2 separate regions of the Sus scrofa genome follow, and region 1 is linked to region 2. Evidence: chromatin contacts called from public Hi-C data. All regions are on one chromosome and are shown on one strand. The core of a region is the stretch at or near the end of the contact, and the rest is flanking DNA. Distances in the headings are between cores, read along the strand shown. Region 1 has its middle 47 kb from the start of USP7. Region 2 has its middle 35 kb from the start of C3H16orf72.

Region 1 (5,309 bases), core at 1,611-4,110, 87 kb before region 2:
TTTTTATTACATGGTTAAAACTGGTCTCCAGCATTCTCCCATCTGCCCTCTCAGGAAACTTCCTGTAAAGTGCACACAGCACTTCAGCTTCCATCCCACTGACCAGGATTGGGTCACATGGCCATGTCTGCTGCAAGGGAGCCTGGGAGGTGCTGCATGGCTGCGTGGTGTGCCCAGCTATGAATTGGGTGGTGGGGGGAATGTGTTTCTGACTTTTAAAAAAAGACGAGATGTGGGAGGACAATTGGTCATCCGTATTCCATCTCCAATAAGCAGCCTCCTCTTTATCTCCCAGAGCAGGTCATAATCTCTTTAGTTGCTTATCTGTTTATTAACCTTGGGGACATGCTCCCTTCTTTGAATATAAACTGAGAGGGCAAAGACTTGGACATCTTTTCAGTTCGGCACCCCACTATCTGATGAACGGCCTGACACAAACTAGGCAGGTTGTAAATGTCTGTGTAATAGATCAATGTTTTTTAGAGGCGAATCATTTTAAACAAAGCCATCGTGCAGGTAACGAGGTTTGTAGCATCTTTTTCCCATCACAAAGTCAGGGTATTAAACGAGATAGTTTTCCAGGTCATTGCTGGGGGTGGCTGGGCTGGCAGCCCCACTAACTTCCTTTTGATACTAAATCAGAGGATGACTCAGATGGGCTCTTTCCAAAGAGAATGAACCCTTTGGGTGGGTAGGGTCCTCAACAGACTTAGACTCCTCTTATAATGTTCCTTGGAATTAATATGATAACCTCCCAAGACTCCAAGCAGTACTACCAAATCCATCTCAATAAACGACACTTAGCTCCTTTCCAAAAACCTCCCAAAAAGAAAAACAAAAGCAAAAACCTCCCAGTGTTGTCATCTATTTGATTCCATCCAAATTCCCATGACCACGACTGTCGTTCAAGGATTTTTCTTTTTCTTTTTCTTTTTTCTTTTTGGGTCCTTACCTGCAGCATAGGGATGTTCCTGACTAGGGACTAAATCGGAATTGCGGCTGCCGGCTGCAGATCCGAGCCACATCTGTGACCTACACCACAGCTCACTGCAACACCAGATCCTTAACTCACTGAGCGAGGCCAGGGATCGAACCTGCTTCCTCATGGATACTAGTCAGGTTCCTAAACCGTTGAGCCACAACGATAACTCCCATATAATTCCTTTAGCTGTATTTACTCTTCCATCTGGCTAGGCTGGTCTTATGGTCATGCCCATTCTTGCCAATATCAGCAAGGATCACCAGGATAATAAAATAACATTTTTTTTTTTTAAGAGCCATACCTGCAGCATATGGAAATTCCCAGGCTAGGGGTCAAATCAGAGATGCAGGTTCTGGCCTATGCCCCAGCCATAGCAACTCGGGATCCAAGTTGCATCTGAGACCTACCCACAGCTCACAGAAACCTTAACCCTCTGAGTGAGGCCAGGGATCGAACCTGCATCCTCATGGATACTAGCCGGAGCTGTTTCCACTGAGTGGCAACAGGAATTGCAGATTTTCTTAGTTTTACCTAAAGTCCTTTTCCTGTTGCAAGATCCGATCCACAACAGCACATTACATTTTTTTGTCGTATCTTCTTAGGCTTCTCTTGGCTGTGACAATTTCTAAGACTTTCCTTGTTTTTGATGACAGTTTTGAGGAAAGTGATCAGGTATTTGCATAATGTCCCTCAGGTGGATTTTGTCTGATGTGTGTTACCACTGAGCCATGACCAGAACTCCAAAATAACACACAATGATCAAGACTTACTCTATGCCCTTATTCTGTCAGGGTCACATTATAACTTTTGTGGGACCTTCAAATCTGACCCAAACTGGCAAATGTTGCTATTCCCCAAGAGGGACTGGGGGGTGGTTGGGATGTTCCCAGTAGGAACATCTGTAGCAGGAACCATCAAATTGTATTCAGTATGCTAAGTCTGACATTCCAAGTAATTTTTGGAAATTTTATGATTTCTGATACATTAAAACTTGGGGGTGTCATTCCCGCCATGGCTCAGCAGAAACGAATCTGACTACCATCCATGAGGACGAAGGTTCGATCCCTGGCCTCGCTCAGTGGGTTGGGGATCTGGCGTTGCTGTGAGCTGTGGTGTAGGCTGGCAGCTGCAGCTCTGATTTGACCCCTAGCCTGGGAACTTCCATATGCCATGGGTGCACAGCCTAAAAAGACAAAAACAAACAAACAACAACTTTGGGGGGAAGGGATCCCAAATTATTTCAAACTGGGTGCACTAAGCAAGTTTCACTTATATTAGGTCTATGCTGGCATTTCAAATTCGCAAAAATCAAACAGTACTGGAGTTCCCAATGTGGCTCAGCAGGTTGTGAACCTGACAGAGTGTCTGTAAAGATGTGAGTTCAATCCATGGCCTCCCTCAGTGGGTTAAGGATCCCGAGTTGCTGTGGCTTTGGTGTAGGCCAGCAGCTACAGCTCCAATTAGACCCCTAGCCTGGGAACCTCCATATGCCTTGGGTCGGGCCATAAAAAGACATAAGACAAACAAAGAAAGAAAGAAAGAAAGAAGGAAAGAAAGAAAGAAAGAAAGAAAGAAAGAAAGAAAGAAAGAAAGAAAGAAAGAAAGAAAACAAACAAAAAAAATCAAACAGTACTATATTGTTATACCCATCGAGCTTACGCTCAAGACTGTCCAATTCTGGAGCTCAAGATCTCATCCACTGTCATGCTGCTTCTCTGTGAGCCTTCCCGAATCTTTCACCCTAAACAGGCAGGCAAACCCTGGTTCTCTCCTCTGTGTCCTGTGGTGACATCCCAGCTTGAATGTCACCTCCTCCATACTGCCCTTCCAGTCACCCCACAGACGTCTCCCATTCTCTGCTCTCCTCCTATTGCAGGACGGGTTACTCATGGTTCTCCTCCCGCAACCCACCCGTTAGTTAGCATCCCCATGCTCCCTGCACCTTCTGAGCCAGCCCTTCCTTCCTTATTCTTCCTCTTTGTGGACTTGCTCCTCCCTCCCACTCCCAGTTTGCATCGAAGCATATAGTGGGTGTTCCCATCGTGGCTCAAGGGTGACAAACCGACTAGTATCCATGAGGTTGCAGGTTCGAGGCCTGGGCTCACTCCGTCGGTTAAGGATCTGGCATTGCTGTGAGCCGTGGTGTAGATCACAGACCCAGCTCGGATCCTGCTTGCTGTGGCTGTGGTGTAGGTTGGCAGCTGAAGCTCTGACTCGACCCTTAGCCTGGGAACTTCCATATGTCATGGTACAGCCTGAATAGGACAAAAAACAAACAAGAAATAGCAGCAGCTAACTTTTCGAGGGTTTTGCTTGTGTTAGCAATGCCCTCAGGAAAGGAAGATCATGATAACCTCATTTTGCCCATAAGGGAACTAGAGTCCCCAGAGGTTAAGTGGCTCGTCCCTGACCACACAGGTGGTAAGTGGCAGAGCTGGGAGAAACCACATACTACCCAGCTCTAGAGCCTGCAACTTACCACCTAACAACCTTTAAAACTGCAGAGCATAGGTGAGGATTTTTTAAAAGACCCAACCATTATAAAAGTGTCTAAAGTAGAAGTGAAAGGAGATTTTTTTTTTGTCACTCAGCTGTTTAAAGATCTGGCAATATCATTGCAGCAGCTAAGGTTGCTGCTGTGGCACGGGTTTGATCCCTGATCCCTGGCCCACAGGGAACTTCCACATAGCTCAGGAAAAAAAAAAAGAAAAAAGAACGTTAGAGACTAAAGCCATCTGCCAGCTGAGAGAGCTAAGAGTGTAACGCAGGATCCTGAATGGGAGCCAAGAAGGACATTATTGGGATAAGTGGGCAATTTGCACGTGGACTATATATCAGAAAATACTATAATGTTATTATTATTATTATTATTTGGTCTTTTAGGGCCACACCCGCAGCATATGGAGGTTCCTAGCATAGGGGTCGAGTAGGAGCTGCAGCTGCCCGCCTTCACCACAGCCACAGCAACATCGGATCCTTAACCCACTGAGCGAGGAGAGGGATCGAACCCACGTCCTCAGGGATACTAGTCGGGTTTGTTACCGCTAGGCCCCGACAGGAACCCCTATGATGTCAGTGTGAGATTTCTTTTTCACAGGGGACATACAGTTGATGCACAGCATTGTGTTAGTTTCGGTGTACTACACAATGACCTGACATTTGCATACATCACGAAACGATCCCTGCAAGAAGTCTAGTAACCATCTGTCCCCATACAACTTTACTAGGATATTACAGATCACATCCCTCATACTGTGCATTATGTCCCCGTGCCTTATATACGACGTAACCGCACATGTTATATTTTTGTACCTTTTAACCCCCTTTACCTACTTTGCCTGTCTCCCACCCCCTTCCTTTTGGCAACTATCCTCTGTTCTCTGTATCTATGAGTATGTTTTGTTTTGTTTTTGGCTTTTTGTGGGCCGCACCTGTGCCATACGGAGGTTCCCAGGCTAGGGATTGAATCGGAGCTGTAGCCACCAGCCTATGCCAGAGCCACAGCAACGTGGGATCCGAGCCGCGTCTGCGACCTGCACCACAGCTCACGGCAACGCCAGATCCTTAACCCACTGAGTGAGGCCAGGGACCGAACCCGAAACCTCATGGTTCCTAGTCGGATTCGTTAACCACTGAGCCACAATGGGAGCTCCTCATTTTCTTTTGTTTGTTGGCTTGCTTTGTTTTTTAGATACCATGTATAAGTGAGATCATTTCGCAATTTTCTTTCTCTTTCTGACTTTTTTTTTTTTTTTTTTTTCAGGGCCGCACCCACAGCATATGGAAGTTCCCAGGCTAGGGGGCTAATCGGAGCTACAGCTGCCGGCCTGCACCACAGCCACAACAACACCAGATCCAAGCCAGATCTGCCACCTACACCACAGCTCATGGCAACGCTAGATCCTTAACCCACTGAGCAAGGCCAGGGATCAAACCTGCATCCTCATGGATGCTAGTCAGATTTGTTAACTGCTGAGCCATGATGGGATTTCCTTCAATTTCTTTAATAAGGTAACTGCACTGTAGGATGTAGGATAACATTGCTGTTGTTAGCAGGTACATACTGAAGTACTTAGAAGTGAAGAGTCTGATGAGAGTAAGTAACTGGCAGATGACAGGAGTGAGGAATACACGCCCAGAGACAGACAACAGACAGTGAGAGATATAGACAGATAAATAGATACAGAAATAGAAGAGTTACAGAGCTAAAGAAAATGTAGTAAAAATAATTTTTAAGAACAGGAGTGGAAGAATTGGCCCACACAACTGAAAAGGAACACACTAGCCTTAGGCATGTTTAAATGCTCTTGTTCATATGATGTGTCAG
Region 2 (4,880 bases), core at 1,071-3,570:
CCACCTCCACACTGAATCCAAAGGTCTCGGGTGGGGATTCTGTTTCTCTTTGTAAAGAAGGTAAATTAAAGGATAAAGTAAAAGTGGATCCTAAGTGCTACTACCTGGTTAGCTCTGTTTAGTTTGTTTTTGTTTTTGGCCACACTGGCATGTGGAAGTTCCCTGGGCCAGGGTTGAACCTGCACTGCAGCAGTGATAATGCTGGGTCCTTAACCTGCTAGACCACGAGAGAACTCCACCTCAGTGTACATTGTACATCCATAATACGTGCACTTAGAAAAATAGTACGAAAAAGTTCAAGGTGAAATGTCTCCTGGATGTCATCCTGTGTGTAGTTGAGCCTGGAGTTGTGTGGCCTGCGACCATGAGGGAAGCAGGGCCAAGGCTGATGAAAACAGCAGAAAACAAAGGACTCTGGTCCCCGAGCAATGCCAGCCATTGCATTAACTCAGTTTGGAAGAGCATTCCAGAAAATGAGGGTGGAGTGCACCTCCTCCCATCCCTGCAGACCCTAAGCCTCCCTACCTCATCCAGAGTGACTGGGTGCACATGAAAAAGAATTGCTACGCATGTACTTGAATATATGTGTTCTCGAGAAACTATATAAAAGGTCACAAGCGCTTTCAACTGCATTTTTGTTTTCAGTTAAAATAGGTTAGAGCTCTTCCCTCACCCGCCCCTACAGATGTGGACCTTGTGTTAGTCATGAATATTGCAACGAAAAGCTCCTCGTAGGCAGGTCCGCCAGCTGCACTTTCCGGATGAGGAAGAGTGAGACTTGGGTGGCCGCTGCCCGGCGCGTGTGCGGGGCGCCTGGAACCTCGTGGCCAGTCACCCACTCACCCACCCAGGCCTCGGTTTCCCGCTGGTGAGGGGCTTGTTGGTGAGGGCGGGATGAGGCGGTGCCGCACGGGAAGGGGCCCTGGCTTCCAGTGAGCACCAAGCGCCTCATCCCGGCTGCTGCGAGGCCGCAGGGCCGCCGAGGCCCCCAGGCCAGAGGGGGCGCTCTGGGGAGGAGGGGTCGGCGAGGGACCACCACGGAGGGAAGGGGTGGGCTGTGCCCAGCGGCGCCGCCTGGGACCCGACGTGCGGGAGACGGAGCTGCGCAGTGAACCCCGCTTTAAACCCGCTCGCTAGGCCCCGCGCAGCGGGCGCGCCTCCAGCTCAGGAAGCCCGAGCGCCGACAGGGTAGGCGGCCAGCGCGTCCCCGCTGGGGCTTGTTTCCTCCTCACAGGGGCTTACGCCGCCGGGGGTGGGGGCCTCAAGGCTCAGGGGGGTCGTTTCCAGGCTCTGGGCCGCGAGCCGGCTCTGTCCCAGGCTAGGGAGGACCAGGGCCCGAGGCCGCAGTGCTGTCACCCGCGCTGGCGTTCTCCGAAGGTGGCGGCCTGGGCGTCCCCTTCCTGGGCATGACCTAGCAGGTCGTACCGGGCGGGGTGTGGGGGTGGTCACCGCACTGGACCCTTCCCCAGAGGCCCATCCTTATGAGCTTTTGCTCCAGGTCTTAGGGGTGCTGGATTTTGATTTCCTCCCTTTGACCCATTGGTGGCGAAGGCCGCCCCTTTATTCTTCCTGGTTTGTGTTCACTCAGCTCAGCGGCCCTTCCCCACCATCCTCTCAAGCCCTTGTTCTCATCCGGTGGTCATTTCATTTACTGGTTTACTTTTGAGCTGCGTCTGCCTTTCCTGGACTGTGTCGTGGGCCCTTTACCTGTCACTGTGCCTGCCACCGAGCAGACATCCGGGAGGAAATACTTGTTGATAGGATGAGGGGATCCCCATTTGACAGATAAGACAGAGGCACCAGAAGCTTCAGGTGGTGCCTCAGCCAGGATCTGAACCCACATCTGTCTGCTTCCGCCCTGTGTAGAAGGCGCCTGAGCATTCCACGTCCAGGTGGATCAAATTCACTAGGATTGGGACCATGGGCAGATTACCTTAACTGGAGCCTCAGTGTCCTCTTGCAGAGTGGGGATGGCCTGGGTTAACTACCGCCCAGGAATATGAGCGTGTAGATTACCTGACGCTTTCATTTTGGGGGCCTGGATGGGGACTGAAAGATCCCTGTGTGATCTGGTCAACTTGGATGAACTTGGATTGAGTTTGAGAACGTCTCTCAGTTGCATACTATTAGTGACGCAAGCAGATACTGGTGTTCCTTCACCCAAGAGCCATGCACCTGGCAAAGGCCTGACCCTCCCAAAGGCCTGACCCCTGTAGGGACCCAGCATTGGCCTTGAGCCTGTCCCTTAGGCTGGGAGTCCCACATTCTCCGGTGGCGACTCACTTCCTGTTTCGGCCTGGAATTTGGATGACAGAGAAACAGCACTGTGTCAGCTCCATGGAAAAGGCTGGGTCTGCCCACCAGAGCCTTAAAGGGACAGCCCTTCTAGGGCAGGGCTTGTCCTGGGGATTCCTGGTGGTGAGTGGGGTGCTGATGCATGGGGCCAGAGATCGGGAGTCAGGATTTGAGAGCCCGGGGGCGGTGGGGGGGGGGTGTCTGCTGCCAGATCCCATGGGCCTCTTTTCCTCTAAAGACTCTCTTCCACCCTCTTCCACCTCCCAGTGCCCAATCCAGTTGTTGGGCCATTGTGGAAGGACCTGCTCTGCCAGGACTTCACTCCTTAATCCTGTTGAGCTCGGTGCTTGGTCTGGGCCTCTGCTATTAAACTGGGTAACGGTACCCTACGCTGACTGTGAAAATTCCATGAAGTCCTGTTCGTCCAAGGTGGTACACTCAGATGCTGATGGGGTCAGATCCATGAGTGAAGCTGTCATGCCTGTGACGAAGGTGAATTGCAGGGTGCACAGCTGCTTAAGGAAGCTTTAGTTCAACACATGCTGGTGGCCCAATTAAGCACCTTCTGTAGGTCAGGGCTCCTGGGACGATGGGTGGATGCCTTTCCAAGCTCCTTTAAGAACGGCTATTCAGCTTTCTGGGGCTCATCTTGCCCACCTTTAAAATGGGTCCTCAGTTCCCGTCATGGCTCAGTGGAAACAAATCTGACCGGCATCACAAGGACGAAGGTTCGATCCCTTGCCTCGCTCAGTGGGTCATGGATCCGGCATTGCCATGAGCTGTGGTGCAGGTGGCAGACGCGGCTCAGATCTGATGTTGCTGTGGCTGTGGTGTAGACCAGCAGCTACAGCTCCGATTTAACACCCTAGCCTGGGCACCTCCATATGCCGTGGGTGCGGCCCTAAAAAGCAATAAATAAATAAGTAAATAAAATGGGCCCTCTCACCAGTCCTGGATTTGGGGTCTGGCTTGAGACACTCGGGACTCTGTGACCTGTGATGTGCAGTTACTTATTCTCAGGGTTTGGCTCCTGCTCTCTGACCCCCCAACTCCCTCCCATTCCCAGACTGTACCACCCCGGTTCTGGTGGTGCCTTAGGGCTGCCCTCCAGGGCTTTGTCTCAGAAGCCCTTCCTAGGCCCCAGCTATGGCTGTCATCCTTCTGTTAGCTTTCGGCAGGAGACATGGCTGTGGGCAGAGCAGGCTTGGGCTTCTCTGAGTGCAGCAGGGTGGGCCAAAACAAACAGGAAGTCCACCAGTCCTGCAGGAATTTGTGTTATGGCCACAGGGAGATGAAGGGCTAGTCATACTGATAACCCCATTTCTCTTGGGTGTTTTACATGCATATCCCATGGCAAGGTTGCTGCAACCCCTAAGGCATGTGTCTGTGTCTGTGTTGCCATGGGAGAAGCTGCTGCTCAGAAAGGTTGAGTGACTTGTCTGAGGATACCCAGCTGGGACTCAAATTTGGAATTTTCTCTCTCTCAAGTCTAGACTCTCTCCTCCTGTGTTACTTTCTTTACCTGGTCAAGATACAATCCATGTTTTCATGGAGTTTGTAGGGAGTTCCCGATGTGGCTTAGAGGGTTTAGAACCCGACATGGTGTTGATGAGGATGATGTGGGTTCGATCCCTGGCCTCTCTGAAATGTGGCTCCAGTTCTGGTGTTGCTGTGGCTGTGGTGTAGACCAGCAGCTGCAGCTCTGATTCACCCTTAGCCCAGGGACTTCCGTATGCCACAGGTGTGGCCATAAAAAGAAAAACAAAAATCATGAGTTCCCGTCGTGGCTCAGTGGTTAACAAATCCGACTAGGAACCATGAGGTTGCGGGTTCGATCCCTGGCCTTGCTCAGTGGGTTAAGGATCTGGTGTTGCTGTGAGCTGTGGTGTAGGTCGCAGACGCGGCACCAATCCCACGTGTTGCTGTGTCTCTGGCGTAGGCTGGTGGCTACAGCACCCATACTTAGCTATGCCATGGGTGTGGCCCTAAAAGGACAAAAAAAGACAAAAAAAAAAAAAATCCATGGAACTTGTAATACAGTGGGGAGTTGTCATTCAGGATCATTTTGCATGTTTACTTTTGCTTTTTATTCACTCCAGTTAAATGGTGGTATTTCGTGGCCTCAGTATAAAGAGAGATAATAGCTTCTTTTCTACTCAATCATGCCTTTTCTTTAGTATAAAAATGGAATTTTTTAATTAAAATGCCTGGCACACTAAAGAAGTAGAACAACACAGCAGGGCTAAAAAAACACATAATGCTGATATACATTCTCTGGACACAGGCTGCCTGGATTGGAATATCCTGGCTCTACCACCAGTGAGATGTGTGATCTTGAGCAAACGCACTGAACTGCTCTGTGCCTGTTTCCTCATCTCAGAAGTGGATAAGGAGGAATTCCCCTTGTGGCTCAGCGGAAACAGATCTGACTAGCATCTGTGAGGACACAGGTTCGATCCCTGGCTCACTCAGTGAGTGGGTTGAGGATCTGGTGTTGCCATGAGCTGTGGTGTAGGTCGCAGACGTGCCTCGGATCCCGAGTTGCTGTGGCTGTGGTGTAGGCCAGAAGCTGAGGCTCCAATTCG

Evidence for each region. A called contact is a pair of places that touch in the nucleus more often than the background predicts.
Region 1: a contact with region 2 is called in a Hi-C map of alveolar macrophages, with 2.5 times the contacts expected there. The contact joins two enhancer-like sites. A contact is called at or near these places in 1 of 5 promoter capture datasets (liver), 19 of 47 Hi-C or Micro-C datasets (alveolar macrophages, blood, embryonic fibroblasts and 9 more) and 2 of 2 datasets of contacts at active chromatin or transcription factors (alveolar macrophages and skeletal muscle).

Annotation. Positions count from the first base shown.
Region 1 is chr3:33,705,077-33,710,385 of Sscrofa11.1, reverse strand. No RefSeq gene overlaps it. Among named protein-coding and RNA genes, the nearest start is that of USP7, 47 kb to the left of the region's middle. Within about 2 kb of position 2,860, at least 1 of the 83 cell types and tissues checked has an H3K27ac peak or open chromatin away from gene starts, as enhancers often do. A contact at or near this core is called in alveolar macrophages, where this site is marked.
Region 2 is chr3:33,617,486-33,622,365 of Sscrofa11.1, reverse strand. No RefSeq gene overlaps it. Among named protein-coding and RNA genes, the nearest start is that of C3H16orf72, 35 kb to the left of the region's middle. Within about 2 kb of position 2,320, at least 21 of the 83 cell types and tissues checked have an H3K27ac peak or open chromatin away from gene starts, as enhancers often do. A contact at or near this core is called in alveolar macrophages, where this site is marked.